Linked DNA regions of Sus scrofa: region 1 is linked to region 2. The links are chromatin contacts, called in public Hi-C maps. All regions are on one chromosome and are shown on one strand. Each heading gives the region's core, a stretch centred on a gene start, on an enhancer-like site or on the middle of the called end of the contact. The rest is flanking DNA. Distances are from core to core; before and after follow the strand shown.

Region 1 (6,420 bases), core at 1,176-3,675, 110 kb before region 2:
GGATCCTTAACCCACTGTGCCACAAGAGAACTCCAGTTAGAAGTTCTTCTTCACCCCAATCTGATGGCTCTGCTAATTTTTTACTCCTGTAGCTCACAGGGGGTTCAGAAGACACACATCTCTAAAGCAAGGACATCTGGACTCGGACCTCTCAGAAGAAGGGAAGTCTGCATTTAGCGACTTCCAATCAAGCACCCTCCACATATATTCGCTAACAGTGTTGTTTAGGAAGGCTGGGAAGCCCATCAGCTAGGGCCTCAAAGAAAAAGTTAATTGCGGGAGTTCCATCATAGCTCCCCCAGTTAAGGTTCCAGCATTGTCACTGCTATGGCTCTGCACAATTACTCTCTAGCCCTGGAATTTCTGCATGCTGCTGGCACTGCGAAGGAAGGAAGAGGAAAGAAAGAAAAAGAAAAAGTTATTGGAATGAGAGTCCCACTTGGCTTTTCAACTCTCTCCCCAGGCAGTGATCAACACCATGTGTGGCCAAGGTATGCAGGCCCTTGACTACCTAGAAGCTAGTAAAATCATCTACACCAATGGCTGTATTGACAGATTGGTCAACTGGATACACAGCAACCTCTTCGTACTCGGTGGTGTGGCACTGGGCCTAGCCATCCCCCAGGTACCTTACCCTGTAAAACTGTGGGTCTCACAATTCTGTAAAGACTCCTTTGTTTGGGGGAGGGCACCTGAGGATCAGTGAGGGTGTCAGGCACTAACAGTCCTGAGGAGCAGGGGATGTGATGGGCTGACCTGCATTAGGAAGGCGGGGTCAGGGAAAACAAGGGCTACACTCATTGCCGAGGACCAATTCTGTCTCACCTTTCCCAGCTGGTGGGAATCCTGCTGTCTATGATCCTCATGAGTCAGATCAAAGATCAGATCAAGCTACAGCTCTACAACCAGCAGCACCGGGCTGACCCATGGTACTGAGAATCCATCCTGCACCTCTTCAGTAGGGCAGCAGGCAAGCCTCATCAACCAACAGCCGTGGTTACATCTCTCAGCACCAAATGGAGATTTGGATTCCAGCCCCCCAGAGTGAGAGCCCAGGGGGAAGAAGCAACTCCAGATTGCAGAAGGCAGGGTGCACAGGTGGCTCAAGGCTGGGAAGGATGTGGCCCCTCTCCCCCTCCTAGCTCTCAGCATTGTTGTTTTGTTCTGTTTCTAACCTTAAGCATTTGGGTTTATGTTTGGTTTGGTTTGTTTTGTTTTGTCTGAGCAGAGTTGCTTGAGCAACAGCAGGGGCACAGAGTTGTGCGGGCATTAGGCTTCTCACAGAGGCGCTAAAACTGACAACTCTGCTAGGGCTGCTCCTGAGCTTGAACATTCTCAGATTCTGGCTGTTGCCAGCGAGACCTTCCTGGGGAGTGGACACCAGGAACCCCGCCTGGAGTCCAGTTGACATGATACCAGCTCCAGAAGGGAAGAGAGTGGAGCAGGCAATGAGCATGGGGGTCGGATGGGGACAGTTGTATGTGCTGGGTAGGAGTGGAAGGCGATGTGTTTACTAACTGCCTGGCAGGCCATCCTCCCAGGTAGTCTGAGTGAGCTACATCCTGCCCCTCCCTCATTTCCATGGAAACGGGGCAGCAAGGGCAAGGGGTCCAATAGCAGCCAAACTCATCTCTTCTCCCCTCCTTTAAAAAAATGTTTGGAACCATGCTCTCTATATTCTGAAGCCAGCAGAGGTGGGACTGAGCCATAGGTGCCCTTGAATTCCTCCCCTGTCTGGCCCTTCCTCCCCAGCAAGTGGGGTATTTCTTAACCTTGGCAGTGTGCAAAGAAAGAGAGGTAATACCCCCCATTCCTCTGCATCAGAGCTTAGTGTTTCTACAATGTAAGCAGGGATCTTGCTGGGGCTGGGGGAGCCAGAAATGGCAATAAAAGTTTGTTGACCTGGGCTAAGCTAGACTCCATGAATTTTCCATTCCGGCAACTGGAAGGGGAGGGGTATAAGAGCCAAGCCTGGGGTGGGGGAAGGGAGTGGGGGGGGCCTGCCTCCAGGAGGTACCTCCCCACCCCCCACCCCCACCCCCTTAACCAAATGCCCTACTCCCCTCCCGCAACCGCGACCTCTCTGGTCTAAACTAGATCGAGGGGTTCCTAATTCGCATCTGGGAACCGCGTAATTTTATCCCCAAACCTGACGTTCATTTTTCCCCCCGAACTAAAGTGAATTACATTAATGTGCTGACCCAAATTCAGGATGCGTTAGGGAAGGATCTGTCCGGAAATCACAGTCTAGCCCTCTCCGCAGGGAAGGGAGGAGGGATAAAGAGAAGTCATCTCTTCAGGCCCAGTCTAGACCTCCAGTCCTCTCCTCCACCTTCATCTGAGGGCGTTGGGTACCGGGGCCCATCCCGTTTTAGTGACGACTCGGAAAACCGTCCGGCTCTGCGCCGGGCTCGCCAGCGCCGAGCAGCGCGCGAGAGGGCGGCGACCCGGGAGGCCCGGCTGGCGCGTCGCGGGGCGGGGCCGGGGCGGAGCCGCGCGGCGCCGTGGGTGGTCCCCGCCCCCGCGGCGGCTGGCCCGGCGCCTCCGCGCCCATCCCCCGTCCTGGGGGCGGCGCGGCCCCGCCGCTGAGCGGACGTACCCCAACTCCCCCCGCCGCGCCCCGCCGTCGCGGGGCTCACGCTAGGGGTTTGGCCTGGCTGAGGAAAGCGTGGGGAGAAGCCCTCCCGCGCAGGGAAGACAGAGTCGCGAATTCTCTCCCCGCCCCGCTTTCCCTTAAGCCAGCCTTCTGCTCCTGGAAGGGCGCCTTTCCAGCAGCCGCCCGGGGCCCCAGCCAGTTTAGCTCCAGATAGTAACAGAATGGAAAAATAAAATAAAATCATCCCAAATAAATTAAAAATAAGGGCTTTTTATTCCGGGAGAGAAGAGTAAAAAAGCGCGCCTTCTTAGAGCCAGAGTTGCACTTTTTACTACTTCACTTGGTGATGCAGACCCAGAAGTCCATGCTAGGAGCTGGGGTGATGCACGTTCCAGGTTCACCGAATTTGAGAAGCTTACCTGGCAGGGGGCTCATTTAGGGCCTCTTGGAGGAAAAGACCAGGAACGCTGGTCTGCAGACCAAAGATTCAAATCCAAATTTCTTAAACTCCAAACTACACTTAAGTCTCTACCGTCTCTCAGCATTTAGCCGTCTGGGCTTAGACAAAAGGGGTTGGGAATTTCTGACCAAGTCCCAAGCCTTAAACTGCCCTATGCAAATGTTCAGGAACTTAGAGTGTGGTTCAGTGTTTTCCAGCTAGATTCTCTTCTCATTGTCTCTGGCTCTCGGCATTTATCTAGCTTTCTTACTCTTTGGCCTGATGCCAGGAGGGAATATGCCTCAATTTTGGAAAGATTTCTTAATGTAATTTCACGTTTCGATTTAATTTACTCCCTGAATTTGTTTCTAATAACCCTAGTCTCAAGCATGTGGGGTTAACACCAGGATCTTACAACAGCTACCAAATCTGAGCCTCAAAGGTGGGTGAATGGAAGTTTCATGGAGCTGTAGAAATCAGGCTGGATGGGCAGAAGTAGAGAGAAAAGTCCTAAAGGATGATGAAAATTTGGGATGACATGGCAAGAAAGGTACCCCTAGGGCCTCAAGCACTACAGTAAACAAGGACTTGAGGACAAATTTTACAGAATGTTCAGTGAAGTTCTAATTCCTTCTCTATGTTCTATTGCTGCAGTAACAAATCATCATAAATTGGGTGGCTTAATTCAACACAAATTTGTTATCTTAGGTTTTAGAAGTCAGAAGTCTAAAATGGGTCTCACTGAGCTAAAAAATCAAGGTGAGCACAGAGCTAAGTTCCTTCTGAGGGCCCTAGAGAATCCATTTTCCAGCTTTTAGAACATGCGTTCCTTGGTGCCTGGCCTCTTTTCCATCTTTAAAACGCATCACTCCAGGAGTTCTCCTTTGTGGCTCAGCAGTAATGAGCCCCGCTACTAGTATCCATGAGGATGCAAGTTCCATCCCTGGCCTCGCTCAGTGGGTTAAGGATCTGACGTTGCTGTGAGCTGTTGCTTAGGTTGAGACTCTGCTCAGATCCCATGTGGCTGTGGCGAAGGCCAGCAGCTGCACCTCCCAATTTGACCCCTACCCTGGGAACTTCCCATATGCTCTCAGTGCAGCCCTAAAGAGCAAAATAATAATAATAACAATAATAACAAATAAAACACATCACTCCAGCCTCTACTTCTGTGGTCACTTTTTTTTTTTTTTTCTTTTTAGGGCTGTACCTGCAGCATATGGAAGATGGAAGTTCCTAGGCTAGGGGTTGAACTGGAGCTGTAGCTGCCAGCCAGCCTACGCCAGAGCCACAGCAATGCGGGATCTGAGCTGCATCTGTGACCTATGCCACAGCTCACAGCAACACCGGATCCTTAACCCACTGAGCAAGGCCAGGGATTGAACATGTATCCTCATGGATGCTAGTTGGATTCATTACCACCGAGCCACAATGGGAATTCCTGGTCACGTCTTTTTTTGTGTGTGTGTGTGACTCTGACTCTAATATATCTCTCCTGTAGGATCCTTGTGATTAATTCGCGCCTACCCAAATTATCTCTTTGGTTCTTTTTTGTTTGTTTGTTTGTCTTTTGTCTTTTTAGGCCCGCACCTGCGGCACATGGAGGTTCCTAGGCTAGGGGTTCAATCGGAGCTACAGCTGCCAGCCTACACCACAGCAACACAGGATCCAAGCCTCATCTGCAACCTACACCATAGCTCACAGCAATGCCGGATCCTTAACCCACTGATCACAGCCAGGGTTTCCTAGTCAGATTCATTTCCACTGTGCTATGGCGGGAACTCCATCTCTTTGATTCTTAATTTAACCCACGTCTATAAAGTCCCTTTACCATGTAAAGTAATATAATTACAGGTTCTGGGGATTAGGACATGGGACATTTTGGGGTGGCCATTATTCAGCCTGTCACATCCCCTTCCCACTGTCATGCATGACTTGACGTGGAGGGAGATGTGGGAATGAAGGCTTGTTAGATGTTGGCAAGTTTGACTGGGTGTTGTCTGGCCTTCATGCTAATGATTACCTAACATTTATTGTGTGCCTGCTGTGTACCAGGTACGTATTCATTACGAAGTGTGATATGTGAGTCCTTTGCTATTTTCTAACTCGTCTTCATCCCAAAGACCAGATTTGTTAATGGGGCCAGGGACCAGTTTCAGAAAAGGAGAACAGCACAGCTTCTTTCCCCAGAAGAGTTCTTCTGTTCTATTAGTCTAAAAAGGTTAGGAACATTTTGTAAACCCACTCTCCCTCCCCCCAAAAAAAGGTAAGTAACTAGATATTCCAAACTGCCATGGATAAAATAGTCATAGGAGAGAATAAAGCAAGGAGTAACCAAACTCTAGAACTGAGATTGGAAATTAAGCTCTAGAGTCTCCTCACTACCATGCCAGGAGCCTGGTCAATCTTTCAGATGAATGACATAGCATAGAGATTATAGAAATGGTTTTAATCATCAGTGCCTACTAATATACGAGAGGCAACACGGTGAGGAGAGGAGGGGGTTAGGACAAGTGGATAACATTACGGAAAAGAAGTAACTTGGATACATATCTCACTTCATACACTGCAACGCATTCCAGAGGGGTAAAAGAATATTTTAAAGTAAAACAAACAATAAAAATGAAAATCAGAATATCCTATTTGTCCTAGCTGTCAAGAACCAGAGTGAATAGCTTTTCAGTGCATTTGCCCAGCTCACAGTGATTCTACCTTCTTTGGAAACTGGCCTCCTATTCCAAAGTCTAAAGATGGGTCTTGAGAAGCCGTGTTTGCACTATAAGACCTGGTCTCCTGGACAGAACTGACCAGATCTGGCTTAGGCTCTGTATTAGTGTCCTAGTGCTGCTGTAACAAAGTATAGTTGACCCTTGAGCCATGCAAGGGGTTGGGGCACCAACACCCCATGCAGTCAGAAATCCCTAGAGAACTTCACAGTCGGCCTTCTGTATCTGCACTTCTGCATCTGCAGAGTCAACCAGCCCTGACGATGTAGTATTGCAGTATGTATTTATTGAAAAACTCCAAATATAAGGAGACCAGTGCTATTCAAACCTGTGTTGTCAAAAGTCAACTGGACTACAAACTGGATGGCTCAAAACAACAGAATTTATTGTCTCACAGTTCGGCAAGCCAGAAGTTTGAAATCAAGGTGTTGGCAGGGCCATGCTTCCTCTGGCCTCTAAGAAAGGATTTCTCCCTGCCTCTTCCAGCTTCTGGTGGCCCCAGGCATTCCTTGCCTTGTGGCAATATAACTACACCTCTGCCTTCATCTTCATGTGGTGATCCTCCCTCTGTCTGTGTCCTTTTTCTTTTTCTTTTTCTTTTTTTGTCGTTTTGCCATTTCTAGGGTTGCTCCCACAGCATATGGAGGTTCCCAGGCTAGGGG
Region 2 (6,319 bases), core at 1,911-4,410:
GTTGTTTAGTAGCTTTTTCTTTCTTTCTTTTTTTTTTTTTTCTTTTTAGGGCTGAAGCCTCGGCATATGGAAGTTCCCAGGCTAGGGGTCAAATTGGAGCTATAGCTGCCAGCCTACGCCACAGCAACACGGCATCCGAGCTGCATCTGTGACCTACACCACAGCTCCTGGCAAGGCCATTTACTTAACCCTCTGATCGAGGCCAGGGATCAAACCTGCATCCTCATGGATCCTAATCGGGTTCATTAATTGCTGAGCCACTAAGGGAACTCCATTTAGTAGCTTATTGTTTAGTCTTCACATATCTGTATTTTTTGCAGTTCTTTTTTTCCCTCTAGTTAATTTCTAGTCTCAGAGCGTTGTCAGAAAAGATGTTTGATATGATTTCAGTCTTCTTAAATGTACTCAGACTTGCTTTGTGGCTTAGTATGTGATCTGTCCTGGAGAATATTCCATGTGCACTTGAAAAGAATGTGTATTCTGCTACTTTTGGATGGAACGTTCTATGTATATCTGCTAAGTCTATCTGATCTAATATGTTGGAGAATCATTACTCTTAAAAGCATGTTGCTTAACCACCTCTCTTCAAATTGATATAGCAAAGACATCTAGTAGCATTCCCTTCTTTCTATCTTTGAAACTTTAGTTTTGGGAAGCTCTGTTTTAATGGTTGAGGAAAAAAGTTTTAGAAAAGGAAACCAAGAAATAACAAAGCTAAATTAATTTTAATGAGAAATATGTTTGTTGCTGATTTTCCATGACTGAGAGATAAAAAAATACTCTTGTACTACATAACAGTTATGTGCAAATATATGTATGCCCCTTCAACTAGTATCAGTATCTAAATATGGCCTTGAAAATGTCCTAAGAGAAGCCACAAATCGATTATGGCCACAGAATAAAATTTATCTGAGGGAACCCAACACACATCCAACTTTTTTCAAATAAAAACAGTAACAACAAATTCTTATAGGTCAGGGTTAACATGTTGAAGTCATTGAATTATTTATAGCAGTTATCTTTTAATGAAATACAATAAATCCCAGGAAAGAGATGGCTTAGTATGACTTTATAAATGATATTGAGAATAAGACTCAGGCGTGATTTGTTTTAAACTCAAGAAATTCATTTGAAGAGACTGTTAATTCACTCTTAGGAACTTATTTCATAGTCAGTGTGATCCTTTATTGGTTGTGGAAAGTGCTTTATCCCATTTGGCTTATTCAGTAGTAGTGGAGAAGGATTATTAAAATTAATGTTCGTATTATTCTTTTTGTGTGGCTCTAACTAGTTATTTTGCAGGAAAAGTAACATTGATTCATTTCTACCTCACTGAGAGGCTGAATGGTGTATTCTAGCTGCTGTTCAAGTATATGTTTAGTTTGTAGAACAATTACTTTGTGTACCCATGATAAATGTTATTTATTTGGACACATTTGCCTTTTCCTATTTTTTTCTTAATTGGTTTGACTGCATCTCTAAAAGCTGCTCATTAGAGTGACAGCCAAAAAAACCCCACATGTCTGAGGGAAGTGCCAGGAAAACATTAATGTTAATGTTCCAGTTTCCCTAATCCTCATCCCATAATTTTTAGGGGTTGCTGAAATCAGATGAGTTAGCCTCTTTCAAGGGCTTGTGATCTGTTTAGGACTGTTCCAAGGGAGGGCATTAACATTTGAGTGCCTTTTATGTATCAGGCACTTAACATGTGTTAAATCATTTAATTCTATGAGTTCTGTGAGGTAGATGGTATACTGATTTTACAGATAAAGAAATTAGAGCTAGTTATCAATTTACCCTACGTCATACACCCTAAGTGGCAAGACTTTGAACCCATCTCACTCTCCAAATGGCACTCTTCCTACTATACTGCCGGAATCTATATCTTCTACACTAACCTGATGGAACACGCTGTTCTCTGTTAGTAAAGTTTCAATACGTTGGAGCTGATAACAGGATTAGTAGACATATTAAAGAGACTGTAAAGATATGTAATGTGTAGGAAATTGCAGGACAATAGGAGAACAGCATATTAGACCCAATATTTAGATCCACTACCTAATACTGGACAAGTGATATATTGCCTTTGTTGCAGGTTCACAGTGTTTAAAATGAGGATAATGTCTTCTCTGCCTTCCCAGTGCCTTTTCCTATTTTTTTCTTAATTGTTTTGACTGCATCTCTAAAACCAATGGGGTGTTGAGAGACAGAGAGAGAAAGCTTTAAATAGTATAAAACTTTACAGATGTGAAGTATTATGTATTATGATTATGGAGAGTCATGTAGCTTGGTGGATTGGTATCATTCTTTTAACTATGGAACAATTAGTTGATCTGGCAGTAGGCCACTGGAACTCAAAGAAATAGTGCCTGTCAATCACAGTCATTTCTTGGATGGAAGAATTGAAAAATAGCACAGCAGTTGTTCTCCTTGACCTCTTTCTCTGAAAGGGAATTTGATTAGGCAAGCTGGTTTCATAATAGAGTAGAGCCTCTCCCTTCTCTCCAGGGAATTGAAGCTGAGCAGCCAGCCTTGTTCTGTGAAGCTAGAGCAATCTGGCTTTAAAGGATTTAACTAAATTTATTGTGATTAAGGTTTTATGAGGGATGTCCACTGCAGAGCAGCAGCTTTAAAAATGTTACATGTGAGTCAGTCTGTGTCCCTAGGTTGAGAACAGTAAACTGCAACTAGGTTAAGCTCAGGGAATAGGACTCAATAGCATCTTGAAAAGAAGCCTAGATTCTGACAGCAGAAAAAGAGGCAGCAGGGGGACCAATTGTATGGATTGTAGAATTGAGCCCCCATCTAGGCATGTGGTATTTCTCCAGACCTTTGTTAGTGAGCTGACTCATGGACTTTCCCATTATATAGGGAAGAAAATTTAAACACAACACTCAACACGGATAGGCACATAATAAGTAAGTATATGAATGTTCCATAAAAACAATTACAGAATTATGCCTAATTATTGTTTTAAGGTGCAAGCACTGAATGGCCAGAGAAAAGGATTAACCACAGGCATCCCTGGAAGGTTACTGCATGCCCTGGTGGACTCACATTGTCTCTAACTAGGAAGATCTTGCTCAATCCTTATATTCTCTCAGCAGTTGCTGGCATTGCTGGGGGTTTGTACGAATATATGTGGAGATAAAGCCATTGGTTTAAGTAATTTGGCCAAAGTCAGGATAAAAATAGATTATTAGTCAGTTTTTCTTAAAGGTTCTCTACATGCATACTGTTGCCTTTTATTTGCTAAATATATTTTGGATAAATAATATAGCTAATTTTAGACCCTGGAATCTTGTACCTTATGCCAGCCTCTTGGCTCTGCTGTTTCCATATTTACCTCTAGTTACTTATAGAAACTCATTGGAGATTTAAAAATGGTTACAAGGTTCTTATTTGGGGGAAATCACTTAGGGTTACTCAAAATGGGTATTTGTTGAAAGTAATCAAGAAACTAATAGGAGTAGAGGAGAGGCTACATAGAGGAGCCAGTGAAGAACCACTGATCCCCATAATACACTGTCAACCACAGACTTTCCTTCCAGTTAGCTAGTTGATCAAAAAATCAGAAACATCCAGGGAAGAAAGATAAAGTATTTTCTGGTGTCATGTTGGCTTTTATTGGATTTAAATATTTTGGCTTTTATCCGTGAAATTGATAGAGAGAGTATATGCCCGGGATTTATTAAAATGGAAAGGTTAAAGTGCTAAAGACTGTATTTCACATGACCTGAAAGGTGAAATAAAAATGTCTGAACCTTCTGATACTGAGTGGTTTAGAGCAGTACTCAAAGTAAATGACTTCTGAAAGGAGCCTTTTAAGAGATGAATGTGGGAGTCCCCGTCGTGGCGCAGCGGTTATCGAGTCCGACTAGGAACCGTGAGGTTGCAGGTTCGGTCCCTGGCCTTGCTCAGTGGGTTAAGGATCCGGCTTTGCTGTGAGCTATGGTGTAGGTCGCAGACACGACTCGGATCCTGCATTGCTGTGGCTGTGGCGTAGGCCAGCGGCTACGGCTCCAATTCGACCCCTAGCCTGGGAATCTCCATATGCCGCGCGCGGAAGCGGCCCAAGAAATGGCAAAAAGACAAAAAAAAAAAAAAAAAAAAAGAGAGCGAGAGAGAGAGAGAGAGAGAGAGATGAATGTGTTTCTTCATTTTAAATTAAACTTGCTAAGTTATAGTCTGTGTAACCTTGTTTGGTGAATTAGAGTTTTTAGAGGCTTTCATTTATGTTCTTTTTTTCTAAGATTTAGTATAAGATGTCAACCTTTCTTGAAGTAGGAAGCCAACTTGTTAAGGCTCTGTGTTTGTGTGTGTGTGTGATTATATATTGTGCAATGTGTAACTATAAGAGAGGTGGTTGGGGGCGTGACAGGAAAAGATTATAGAGAGGTGGCTTCTCCAAAGAGAGGGAGCTTCTGTTACTTATTCCAATTAGAAATTATTGTACTGCATATGTCCCCTGGGTCGTGATGATGGCAGGGGTTGCCTATGAGTCCTTTGCACTTAGCATGCTTTACTCGGAAATAAGCTTCTCTTAAAACCTGCCTGAGTTGTGCATACTGAAATTAGAGGGAGAGAAGCTCCTGTTGGGAGCTTTGGGGAAGGTAGTGAATGGCTCCAAGGTACTGAGTACTTGGATGCTTTTGCCTGAGGCCTAATAAAATCAGCTTCCTTCCTCCTACCTACTGCTAGAGAAATTGCCTTATAGCTCTGGACTAGTGGCCCAGTAATTAGAACCATGATTCTGTTCCTATCATTTGCAGTATATAAAAGAAAATTTTTTTCTTGTTTATAAAATGAGAACAAATCTTTGAGAAGGATTTTTTTGTTAATGAAGGTAAATAATGTTTGAAGCTCTTATCAAAATTATTACTTGCTGAATAGCTGAATAGTATTCCCAGTTTATGTAAACAAGTAGTTTGAGAGTATACAAAAGAAAGCCTGAGGTTTGAGTTGAGAGGAAAGATACTTACCTCACTGAGAGTAAATGATTAGAAAATATGTTTTTATTGGCGAGAGAAGAAAACCTTTAATCTAGCCGATAAAGTAGGTTCGTATTCTGTTGGGAATGAAGTGATCAGCATCAGCCTTTCTATTTTGATCCCTTAGTTAAATCCAACTTAAGAAACGTAAGGTAGCCTGGTTTTACTGCTGAAGTAGGGGAAACAAATCACGTCGTCCTATCTAGTTAACTAAATATTTCAAGGTAAGGATCTAAAAAGATAGTTTAATTTTCCACTACAACTTGAACTCAAATTTTGCTACTCTAGTTTGGTTAGAAACTGTCTCCACCTGCTGGCCACAATTCAGTTGACATTTCATGAGGATACTTGCTGTTTTGTTTTATTTTATTTTCCTGAAACATATGGAAATATATCAGCTGTGGAAGGTGCCTAGGTAGGGTTGCAGTGACAAAATACTATATACCTTTATGTAGCTTTCCCTAAAATTCCTAGAGGAGACTTGGAGAGTTCTTACAAAAGGTTACTTGGGGAATAAATGGAAGAAAAGCAGGGTAAGGGCTTATAAGAACTAAACGAAATAGAGGAACTCTTTGGAGTTCCCGTCGTGGCGCAGCGGAAACAATTCCAACTAGGAACCATGAGGTTGTGGGTTCGATCCCTGGCCTCACTCAGTGGGTTAAGGATCCAGCAGTGCCATGAGCTGTGGTGAGACACAGCTCGGATCTGGCATTGCTGTGGCTCTGGCATAAGCTGGCAGCTACAGCTCCAATTAGACCCCTTGCCTGGGAACCTCCATATGCTGTGGGTGCAGCCCTAAAAAGACAAAAGACCAAAAAAAAAAAAAAAGATGAACTCTTGTTAAGTGGCACATTTGCAAGAGTATGTTTGATACTTGTCATTCTACCAGTTGAATTAAGACTAATTTACTTATTAAACTAAGCTTTGTTAATTCTAATTGACTAAGGTCATCATTTTCCAAATTGTTGGTTCAAGCTCTTGTGCTCATTTGGAAATAATTGTCACTGTCACCATCGAATTATACAATAAAATAAAACTTTTTTTTTTTTTTTTTTTTTTTTTTTTTTTGGTTAGTGGTTAGATAACTTTTTTTGGAATTTGTCGGATAGTAAGGATTTTAGGCTTCCCAGGCCACGTGTCCTTGTTGCAACAACTCGGCTCTGCTGTTGTAGCACAAAGTAACAACCATAGACAACATGTAAATCAAAATGAGTGTGGCTGTGGTTCCAATAAAACTTTATTTAAGAAAACTGAAGTTTGAATGTCATGTAATTTCCGTGTACCATGATATATTGTTGTAAAGTTTTAAAATATCATTTTAACATACA

What was found. A called contact is a pair of places that touch in the nucleus more often than the background predicts.
Region 1: a contact with region 2 is called in a Hi-C map of skeletal muscle, with 2.6 times the contacts expected there. The contact joins two enhancer-like sites. A contact is called at or near these places in 14 of 47 Hi-C or Micro-C datasets (embryonic fibroblasts, fetal heart ventricle, fetal skeletal muscle and 7 more) and 1 of 2 datasets of contacts at active chromatin or transcription factors (skeletal muscle).

The regions. Positions count from the first base shown.
Region 1 is chr18:19,489,101-19,495,520 of Sscrofa11.1, reverse strand. It overlaps TSPAN33 (tetraspanin-33), which reads left to right. Exons shown (of 8, transcript XM_003134681.4): 7 at 464-625; 8 at 835-1,911. The coding sequence ends at 936. Among named protein-coding and RNA genes, the nearest start is that of SMO, 14 kb to the right of the region's middle. Within about 2 kb of position 2,425, at least 37 of the 83 cell types and tissues checked have an H3K27ac peak or open chromatin away from gene starts, as enhancers often do. A contact at or near this core is called in skeletal muscle, where this site is marked.
Region 2 is chr18:19,380,187-19,386,505 of Sscrofa11.1, reverse strand. All of the region lies in intron 1 of AHCYL2 (adenosylhomocysteinase 3), which reads left to right. Among named protein-coding and RNA genes, the nearest start is that of AHCYL2, 58 kb to the left of the region's middle. Within about 2 kb of position 3,160, at least 8 of the 83 cell types and tissues checked have an H3K27ac peak or open chromatin away from gene starts, as enhancers often do. A contact at or near this core is called in skeletal muscle, where this site is marked.